3 separate regions of the Mus musculus genome follow, and all the other regions are linked to region 1. Evidence: chromatin contacts called from public promoter capture Hi-C data. All regions are on one chromosome and are shown on one strand. Each heading gives the region's core, a stretch centred on a gene start, on an enhancer-like site or on the middle of the called end of the contact. The rest is flanking DNA. Distances are from core to core; before and after follow the strand shown.

Region 1 (3,028 bases), core at 388-2,887:
GGCCAACACTGTTCTCAGAAAGGAACAAGTCCCGCATAGTGCCCCCAAGGAGACAGTAGGCTGGTGCGACTGGTGTGGGAGACCACAACTGGGGTCTGTGTGGCTCTGGTAACTATTGGGGCCACCTTTAGTCTGGGTCAGGGACTCACACTGCATTGCCCCAAATGTCAACACAGGGCTACTCTTATCTTGGAAATCAGCCCTAGCTGGTCTAGACATCGTGGGTCAAATACTCCAGACTGATGTGAATTGAACGGTGTATCAATGCATTATCTGAAAAACCATAAAGTGTATTTAAGCAAAGAAGTTTGGATCCTGGGGCAAATTCAAAATGTACACACTCGAAAGAAGTTTTTTAATGAAAACCTCGGTGGACAACGAAGGAGGTCTTCACTGTGGAACACAGGTGAGGGCAGCTGATGTTGCTTCTTACTGGGGTGGGAAAAGGGCGAGTCTTGAACATCGAAGAGCCCACTTTGTGTTAATGGAATGGATTTTAGGACTTATATCCTGCAGGGCTGCGTCTTGGAGCCATGGAAAGGGAGTTCGCATCAAACACAAATCTCTTTATAAAGCAGGCTTTTTAATGGTTGCTGGTTGAATAAAGTTGTAGTGTTGGACCTACTAAGTTCATAGTTGAGGAAGCTTGGAACAAACTGGAGCATCAGTTTGAGCGTGTTGGGAGGCAGTAAATGAAGTCTGGAACCTATGTACCCTGCTGAGGAAGGACAAGCAACCGCCTGTTTAGTCTGCGTGAGACTTTCTGCCATAGGGGTGTTTTATTCCTGCAAACAAGACCAACCAGGTTTCTGTCCACTCTCACACTGAGAAAGCTGCCAATGTTGCAATTTAGAGGAATCAGATCATCGCTAGCAACGCCCTCCATGGGGCCTGTTCTCGCTCCGCGGTAGCCTTTCTGCCAGATCTCCCTAGGCTCCAGGCTGAAGGGATTCCCACCCCCAGCAGCCTCCCGCGAGCCCCGCGGAGCCGTGGACTCCTCCCCTGGAAACTCCTCCGGGGCTGAGGAAGGCTTTGGCGCATGCTCCGTACCTAGGGCAGGTTTTTTTGCTGCGGGTAGCAGGGCTCCTGTCACACCGGCTGGCGGGTTGTGGCGGTGCCAGCCCGCGTGAGCGAGTGTGTGCGCGTTGCCTGCGCCTGGGCGGGCGGACCCGGAGCAGTAGTGCGATTTGCCCGGGAGGCGGCTCCGCAGAGGCGTCTTGCTCGCCGCCGCCGAGGGGCGGCTTTGCAAACTTGCGGCGGGCTCTCGGCGCCCAGGGACCCGTGGGCAAAGGTGCCGGGCGCGGTGCACGCGGAGGGCTGGGGCTGCGGGACCGGGCCGAGCCTTCGCCCTTGGCCCGCGCCCTGGTGAGCCTCATGCAGCTCCTGTGCTCGCCACCGCAGCTGCCCCGGGAAGGTCCGGGACACGAACCCCGCACCGCAGCGCCTGAGCGTCTACCGACCGGCGGCGGGATGCTCCGTGTCGCCTGAGAGCGCCGCGTCCAGGTACAAGAGGAGCCGGCTGGAGCCCGGCGCCCCAGGGATCGAGAGGAGCCCCACGCCACAGCCGCCGGCGCCGGCGCCCGTCTTCTCGGCTCCGCTCGTAGGCCCCGGCTCTGCCAACCCCGGAGTGCGGCGGGGCAGCCAGACAGCCGTTCTCTTCGGCGGCAGGGGCATGGAGGAGCGGCGGGCTCCGAGCCGCGCCCCGGAGTCCCCGAAACTTCCGAGCAGGCGCCCGATCGCGCCGCTGGCGCCGCAGCCACCTCACCTGCCGGCCTGAGAACGGGACCATGGATGAAAGGTTCAACAAGTGGCTGCTGACGCCGGTGCTCACTCTCCTCTTCGTGGTCATCATGTACCAGTACGTGTCCCCTTCCTGCACCAGCTCATGCACCAACTTCGGGGAGCAGCTCCGCTCCGGGGAGGCCCGCCCGCCCGCTGTCCCGAGTCCTGCCCGACGGGCACAAGCACCCCTTGATGAGTGGGAGCGGCGGCCCCAGCTGCCACCGCCACCCCGGGGACCGCCCGAGGGGTCTCGTGGGGTCGCGGCTCCCGAGGATGAGGATGAGGATCCCGGGGACCCGGAGGAGGAGGAGGAGGAAGAAGAGGAGGAGCCGGACCCCGAGGCGCCCGAAAACGGCTCCCTGCCCCGGTTCGTGCCTCGATTCAACTTCACCCTCAAGGACCTGACCCGCTTCGTGGACTTCAACATCAAAGGGCGGGATGTGATCGTGTTCCTGCACATCCAGAAGACCGGGGGCACCACGTTCGGCCGGCACCTGGTGAAGAACATTCGTCTGGAGCAGCCATGCAGCTGCAAAGCTGGCCAGAAAAAGTGCACCTGCCACCGGCCGGGCAAGAAGGAGACCTGGCTCTTCTCCCGCTTCTCCACCGGCTGGAGCTGCGGGCTGCATGCCGACTGGACCGAGCTCACCAACTGCGTGCCGGCCATCATGGAGAAGAAGGATTGTCCCCGCAACCACAGCCACACCAGGTACTGTCCCGCGTCTGTTGGTTTCCTGAACCCCACTCCCTTCCCCCAAGTCCTGACCCCGCCAGTCCCGCGTCGCGCTCCCTTAGCTGTTTGGCAGTGGCTTTCCAAAGGGTGGGCAGCGAATTTGGGTGAAGGGTGAGAAACCGCTGGATACCCACCGGGGGGGGGGGGTGTCTTGAGTTGGTTTCTTTCCCATGCTTCACTGTTTCTTGCCACCCCCTGTCACCTTCAGCCATGTCCACGGCCATCCTGATGTGCATTCTGCACAGTGCCTAGCATTGTGTGATGAGGTATTTGGAGCAGACACTAAAGAACAGCTATGGAATAACCAGGGTGTCGAGGGAGAGAGGTCGAGTCTTGAACTTAAATTATGTGGTGGAAATCCAAAGAATAGGGGATCCGGGAGTGCAGACATAGTTTTTCAGGAATGGTGAGGCTGGAGCATAATGTCCTTCTAAGTGGCTCTTGGATGGCTGCTTGCCAGCTTAGAGAACAATCCTCTTGATGCCGCTTTGAAGATCTACACGTGCAAAATCG
Region 2 (3,028 bases), core at 168-2,667, 660 kb after region 1:
TGATTTTATTCCCCACATGATGGAAGGAGAAAACCAACTCTTCCGGTTTTCTTCTGACACACTCATGAGTGTTATAGCACTTTCGTCTATCCACCTGCACACATACATACACACCCACCCCACAGATACACCCACATAAGTGAGTGTGAGGTTTAAAGACCAAGAAACCCAGAAACTAGTAAGCACACCATGGTGTGTTTATGAAGGAGACTAACAGTTATGCTGCTGACAATTGCAATCTCCAGGCATTTGAATGAGTACTAACCCCTTGAGGTGCTCTGTCCACCGAGAGTGTCAGGACGCGACCCTGAACCTTCCCCTTGCCCGTGCTCAGAGCAGAAGGAGGCGTGACGGATGAACTGTGCTGTTCTCTGTAGGCCGGTTCTGTGTCAACTCCAGCTGGAGATTTATCCTCTGTTCTTCTCTGTCCTTGCACCCTGTGGATAAAATTAACAAAAGATTATTCATGGGCTCAATGGCCTTATTCGAGACTGTTTCTTTTTGGCAGTACAAGGTATATTTATTTGAAGTCCAACCTGTTCTTTAACCACTCAAGTCACTGACTCTAAATAATTAGCAGTTACTAAATTTACCCTGTGAGAATTGAGCTCCTAGGGAGGCTTTCAAGCCTGACAGCTCCTCCCCACACTTCCTGACTCCCTCCACTGTCCTTCTCCTGTCTCCCTTCCCCAGTCCCTTCCTCTTCTCCTGTCTTCTCTCTAGTTCTCTTCCTTGTTTTTCAAGAAATAGAAACTTGAACCAACATTGTGTCCCAGTGTCATCCTTATTCCAGGAATAACTCAGTAAGAGAACCGAGGAAAGGGACCCCAGTGTATGGAATGGTGCAGAGTGCCCTCCTGGGACTTTTGCAGATGAGGTCTGAGCAGAGCCGGGGGGTATGGAAAAGCAACTCTGAGGTGGAAAAATTACAAACTGAAAAGATTCCAAACCAGATAGTTCTCTAAAACTGATTTCAGACGTCTGCTTTCATATAAACACAAGGAAATGGGAGCCACCATTTTAGAGCTGACGCTGACGGCCCCACTGAGAACTCCACGACTTGGCAAAGATTTTAAAGCTTCTTTGTTTCAGTTTGGTCACAGATGCATTAGTGCTAAAAGTAGCTACATTGTATTGTTGTTGTTGATTAAATGAGTTAATGTTTGTAATACATTTAGTACAGTGCTGGAATCTCACAGCTCTTTGTAAGCTTTCCTAACTATAAGGAGTGTGTCTGTCTGTGTGTGTGTGTGTGTATGTGTGTGTGTGTGTGTGTGTGTGTGTGTGTGTGTGTGTATACACACACACATCATATATATATCATCATATATATATATATATATATATATATATATATATATATATAGCATCATATATATATATATGAGAGAGAGATAAATTTGGGCAAGAAAGTAAACTGCAAGGCACAATATTCCAGTATGGATTTCAAACATAATTATTCTCAAGTAACTGTGAGGTTACAAAAAAAATTAGATTTAAAAGTGGTGTGATAATTATCCCTAAATATCAAAGGGAGATGGCTCTGTATGCTTATGGTGGAGGCATAATATGATTGTCTGAATTTGTGTGTTAAGACCCGCCCACTATGGATGGCAGCACTTCCTGGCTGGAATCCTTGATTATATAAAGAAGGGATCTGAGCAGCAGTGTGTATTTGGCACTTAGCTCCTGAGTCAAGGGATGTGACAAGCTATATTGAGCTCCTGCTTGCACAACACTCCCTTCATGGACTATACTCCCAAAGTGAAATCCAGAATCGAGCTTTGGGTGGCTCTTGACGAAGTATTTCATTATAGTAACAGGAAGGAGACTAAGACAAACGGTATAAGGAACAAAACTGGAGAAATGCAAAACGCAGACTGTGTGACTGCCATACTAACAGAACCATGCGCGTGCCCTTTGACGACGACGACGAGCACTTTGTAGTAGTCTTAATTTAACGTTTCCTCCTTCACTGCTCCGGAGTCTAAGCGCTTCCTCACACAGAGCTTCCCATGAACCACTTCAAAGCCTGTTCTACGGAAAACGGGAATAACACTAATTTTAGCTCCAATTGTTATACTTCCAAAGAGGCCTTTACAAAGGGTTGAGTTGGACTGGTTTTAAAAAAAATCTATAACAGAAAATAGACTGGTTCGAAAGTGATTGGTCTTAGGAAGAGGAGAGCTCAGCTCAGCATGGCCCGATGGAGAAGGGAAGAGGAACTAGCGATGATTATATCTATGCTTTCATCGGAGGCTCCCAAAGCACCTGAAACCAACTCTCATTACCGTTGCCTTAAATAGATGAAGCCGTCGAGATAGTGAGTTAAGCGCGCTTCCCAAGGTCACACTCTTGCTTGCTAACATAGCGATAAAAATCCAATATCCCTGATAAGTGCCCGCTGCCCTCTCATCCCCTCGCATCGATTGGGTGTGTGGTGCACAAAGCAGATGGATAGGGAGATCTCGGAAGTACTTCTAGCCCCCACCCCATCCCCGCCATCTTGCTCAGCGCCCCTCCCCCATTCATCCCGGATTGCTCTGGACAAGCTTTCCATCATCGGCTGGCTTCTGTTCCTGCAGAATTCTTGCTACTTGAGAGGTCAGAACGACAAGTCTATTTCTTGTCTGCTCTTTTACTCTACTTTGGCTCTATCTCCCACTTCCAGCTCGCATGGAAGGAATCAGGTCCCGGCCTCGCATGGAAGGAATCGGGTCCCGGCTTCTGGGTTTTGCTAGATCTTTGCTTCATTGATTACTTCTCTGTGAATGCCTGACCTGTTTGTGGATGCTTGCAGAAGTCTCTGAAATTTTCAGTACTGCAAAGCGACTTTTTCTTCAATCTGTCTCTAGTGTCTATTCCACTGGCCACGTCCTTAAGAAGAAAAGCAGATAAATAAAGAGATCTTGTGCCATTCAGCAGGGTGATCATTAGCAATATAGGAGTCCAGTTCATTGAAACCAAATGTCATAAAATTTAAGAATTCAGTCCCTACGTGGCACTGGCCATATTGCAAACGTTTGAC
Region 3 (3,028 bases), core at 297-2,796, 530 kb after region 1:
TTTTATTGTGAAAGATCACCCATAAACGCTATGGGTTCTCTCCAAAGAATAACAGAGGACACTGTGTCCAATAGTCTTAAATTTTAATGATAAGAAAAAGAAAGTTTTAAGGGTGAACAATGCAATCCCCATGGAAGAGGAAATACTTCATTTCTCTGGCGTTCTCTTCCAATCCTTAAAAAGAATCTGTTATATTTAGAGATTATTCAGCCCCAGTCTATAGCAGCTCATAGGTTTGCCCAAGACATAGTGCAGACTTCCCCCAATAAATTACTATCAGTAAAATTAAGCCATATTATATTTCTTAAATATCACTTAAGGTTTTTTTCCCAGATACTGTAACAAATTTCCAAAACCACAATTAATTTCAATCTACTTCAGTGAGTGTGCAATGTATCTCCTAAGCATTTCTATAAATGAAAATGTTCCTGAACCAATGCTCTGAAGCTCATAAAATCCTTATCTTAAAAAAATGATGCTGACTCTCCCAGAAGGTGGAGAGAGTCCTGCCATTGAGTCACATAATGCCCATGTACCTAGAAACCCATACGAAGTCAGTGGAGTCAAGGGTGACAGACTTGCTCTGTTGATTGCAGCTACTATGGTTTGAACAATTGTGTTTCCTCTGAGACTCATGATAAAACTTAATGTCCAAAAATCAGAATTAAAAGGTGGCAACTTAAGGAAATAATTTGGCAGCCAAAGCTCCATCATTTGAATGAGATCAGGGTTTTAAAGATGGCTGTCTGCTCTGCCTCTTTTCTATTTCACCAAGTAAGCATGGATCTGAACACACACTAAATACTGCCGGGACTTCTCAACCTATAGACTAGGAGAAGTAAGTTTTTTTTTCCCTTATGCATTACCTAGTCTAAGGTATTTTGTTACAGTTGCAGGAGCCGTCTAAGTTGTGACCTAAAGCTGAGCTTTTCTAATTTAAAAGATCAGTTTATAAAAAGTGGTTTGAAGAGTCCCATAGTAATAATATAATTTCTGAATACCAAAATATAGTTTGCTATTTACAATTCAGACTTTTGAAGTTTCCTCAAAAGGCAGTTACAAGCACAGACCTTAGGACAAAAAGAAGCTAGGCCCCCTCTAAGGGGCCTATGAAGTCTATTCTTTGGTAAAGGAAGACAGCCATTGCTTTGGCCATTCAGTGTCTGCCCTGTGAGCTCTTCGAACACTGCATTACATCTACTAGATTCTGGCCCTGAGAAGCTTCCATAAGGAAGTCACTACGGTAAGTGACAATACTTCTTCTTTTTATCCTCAGTGTTGGTGGCACTTTGATAGTGCAGGCTGTACACTACAGTAAGGATTAAGAGAATGAGTGCCTCTGCCCATATGGTGCATCGTCTGACTACATCAGGCAAGGCATCGATAGACAAGCCGAGCTGGGCACACATGAATGCTCAGCCCATGTTTACAGCGGAATCAGCCTGATATCTGCTAGTGTCTCCCCCTCACTGGGCTGCAAGCCACTCTTACAGCCAGTACCTCTCCTAATTCCTTTTCTACCCTTTCATCTTGCTTCCCTGTCACTCCTCTCACCCAGAGAGCTGGCACTGTGCCTCCTTCCAGCAGTGAGTCAAAACACAGGGAAGCAGATTCCCACCCCACCCGATGAAGCAGCCAGCATGGTGTGCTCATCAGCAGGGACTGCTGTTCCTCAGACCTCCACAGAGGAAGGCAGGAATATAAAGAGAAGGCATATGTACCAACACGACAGGGAAAGCAGAAATGAAGAACCTCTGCAGAAAGCAAAACAAATCTCAGCTTGGGTCAGGAACAAACGGCACACAGTTCTCTTTGTTTAGGAATGAAACCCTTAGTCGCAAAGGTTGGTTTAGGCACTGAGAGTTTTGTGTGTCTGTCAAATGAAAGAATGCGTCTGCGTCGTGCTCCCGAAGGAACTAGAGAGTGGTGACTCTAGAAATACTGAGTTGGAGAAACAATTAGCTGTTTATTAGCTTGTTACTTACATTCAAACATGGGGGCCTAGAGGTCCAGCAATACTGTGGACTTAGCTCTAGGCACTGCATATAAAGGAGCTGCTTCTAAGGCTGTGATTCTTGTTAGTGTTTACTTCAAGATGCCCACTGATGCTTTGCATGCCGCAAGTACACATGTTGCAGAGGCCGGTGGTAAGGAGATGGTGTTTGAGTCTCTCAATATTTATTGTGGCCTTATTTAGAGATGGCATCTGTTAGAGTTTGGGTGCAGAATGTCCCCAACAGGTTTCTGTGTTTGAACCTTTCATCTCCAGCTGGTGGCACTGTTTGGGAAGGCCATGAAGGCTTTAAGGGGCTAATTACCTAGATTGAAGAATTGGGTCACTAGATGTAGTCGTTGAGGGTTTATTGCTCAGCACTGTTTCCTGCCCCATCTCTCTGCTTCCTGTTCTGCTGAGATGTGAAGAAGAAGCTGCCTCATAAGCGGCACCTCACCATGCCTTCTTCGTGCCAATGGACAGCATCGCTCAGACTGGAGCAAAATAAACCTTTCCTCTCTGAATTCGCTTCGACAGACGCTTGTTCGTGGGGTGAGAAAGGTGGCTGATGCAGGGCTTTGGAGGGGGAGAAGCATAAAGGAGACATGATCCTCCTGGAGGTGACTGACTAGAGACTCTGACCTCATTGCACTTGATTTTGGTTTTCACACCTCTAGAAATGTGTTTGTCAGTTTTTGTCAACTTGGCACATGCTGGAGTGATCTGAGAAGAGGGGTCCCCAATTGAGAAAATAATCCCATCAGATTAACCTGTCGTTGAATCTTTGAGGCATTTTTTTGTTTTTGATTAATGATTGACAGGGAAGGGTTCAGCCTGCTCTGTGTTGTGCTGCCCCTGGGCAGGTGGTCCTGGAGTGTATCAGAAGGCAAATTTAGGAATCCATGGGAGTAACTGGTAAGAATTACTCCTCTATAGTCACTGATTCTATTCCTGTGTTCAGGTTCCTGCCTTGAGCTCCTATTTTAGGATCCCCTAATAATAAACTGAAACTTTTGAGCCAAATAAACCCTTTCA

Evidence for each region. Promoter capture Hi-C pulls out the DNA fragments that hold promoters and counts their contacts.
Region 2: a promoter capture Hi-C map of hippocampal neurons shows a contact between it and region 1, with 18 times the contacts expected there. The contact joins the promoter of 4930404K13Rik here to the promoter of Hs6st3 in region 1. A contact is called at or near these places in 14 of 39 promoter capture datasets (the 3T3-L1 cell line, the C10 cell line, cranial neural crest and 9 more), 1 of 484 Hi-C or Micro-C datasets (cerebral cortex), 9 of 115 datasets of contacts at active chromatin or transcription factors (astrocytes, embryonic basal ganglia, embryonic forebrain and 6 more) and 1 of 9 other capture datasets (embryonic stem cells).
Region 3: a promoter capture Hi-C map of hippocampal neurons shows a contact between it and region 1, with 10 times the contacts expected there. The contact joins the enhancer-like site here to the promoter of Hs6st3 in region 1. A contact is called at or near these places in 16 of 39 promoter capture datasets (the 3T3-L1 cell line, the C10 cell line, the HPC-7 cell line and 10 more), 1 of 484 Hi-C or Micro-C datasets (cerebellum), 10 of 115 datasets of contacts at active chromatin or transcription factors (T-cell acute lymphoblastic leukemia, astrocytes, embryonic basal ganglia and 6 more) and 1 of 9 other capture datasets (embryonic stem cells).

What each region holds. Positions count from the first base shown.
Region 1 is chr14:119,136,628-119,139,655 of GRCm38.p6, forward strand. It overlaps Hs6st3 (heparan sulfate 6-O-sulfotransferase 3), which reads left to right and starts at 1,638. Exons shown (of 2, transcript NM_015820.3): 1 at 1,638-2,491. The coding sequence starts at 1,788.
Region 2 is chr14:119,797,023-119,800,050 of GRCm38.p6, forward strand. It overlaps 4930404K13Rik (a long non-coding RNA gene), which reads left to right and starts at 1,418. Exons shown (of 2, transcript XR_383778.4): 1 at 1,418-2,323. All of the region lies in intron 1 of Hs6st3 (heparan sulfate 6-O-sulfotransferase 3), which reads left to right. It overlaps Gm41249 (a long non-coding RNA gene), which reads right to left and starts at 1,961. Exons shown (of 3, transcript XR_003951102.1): 1 at 1,902-1,961; 2 at 266-437.
Region 3 is chr14:119,664,430-119,667,457 of GRCm38.p6, forward strand. The region is part of intron 1 of Hs6st3 (heparan sulfate 6-O-sulfotransferase 3); the gene reads left to right. Among named protein-coding and RNA genes, the nearest start is that of 1700006F04Rik, 83 kb to the right of the region's middle. Within about 2 kb of position 1,547, at least 27 of the 459 cell types and tissues checked have an H3K27ac peak or open chromatin away from gene starts, as enhancers often do. A contact at or near this core is called in cerebellum, forebrain and hippocampal neurons, where this site is marked.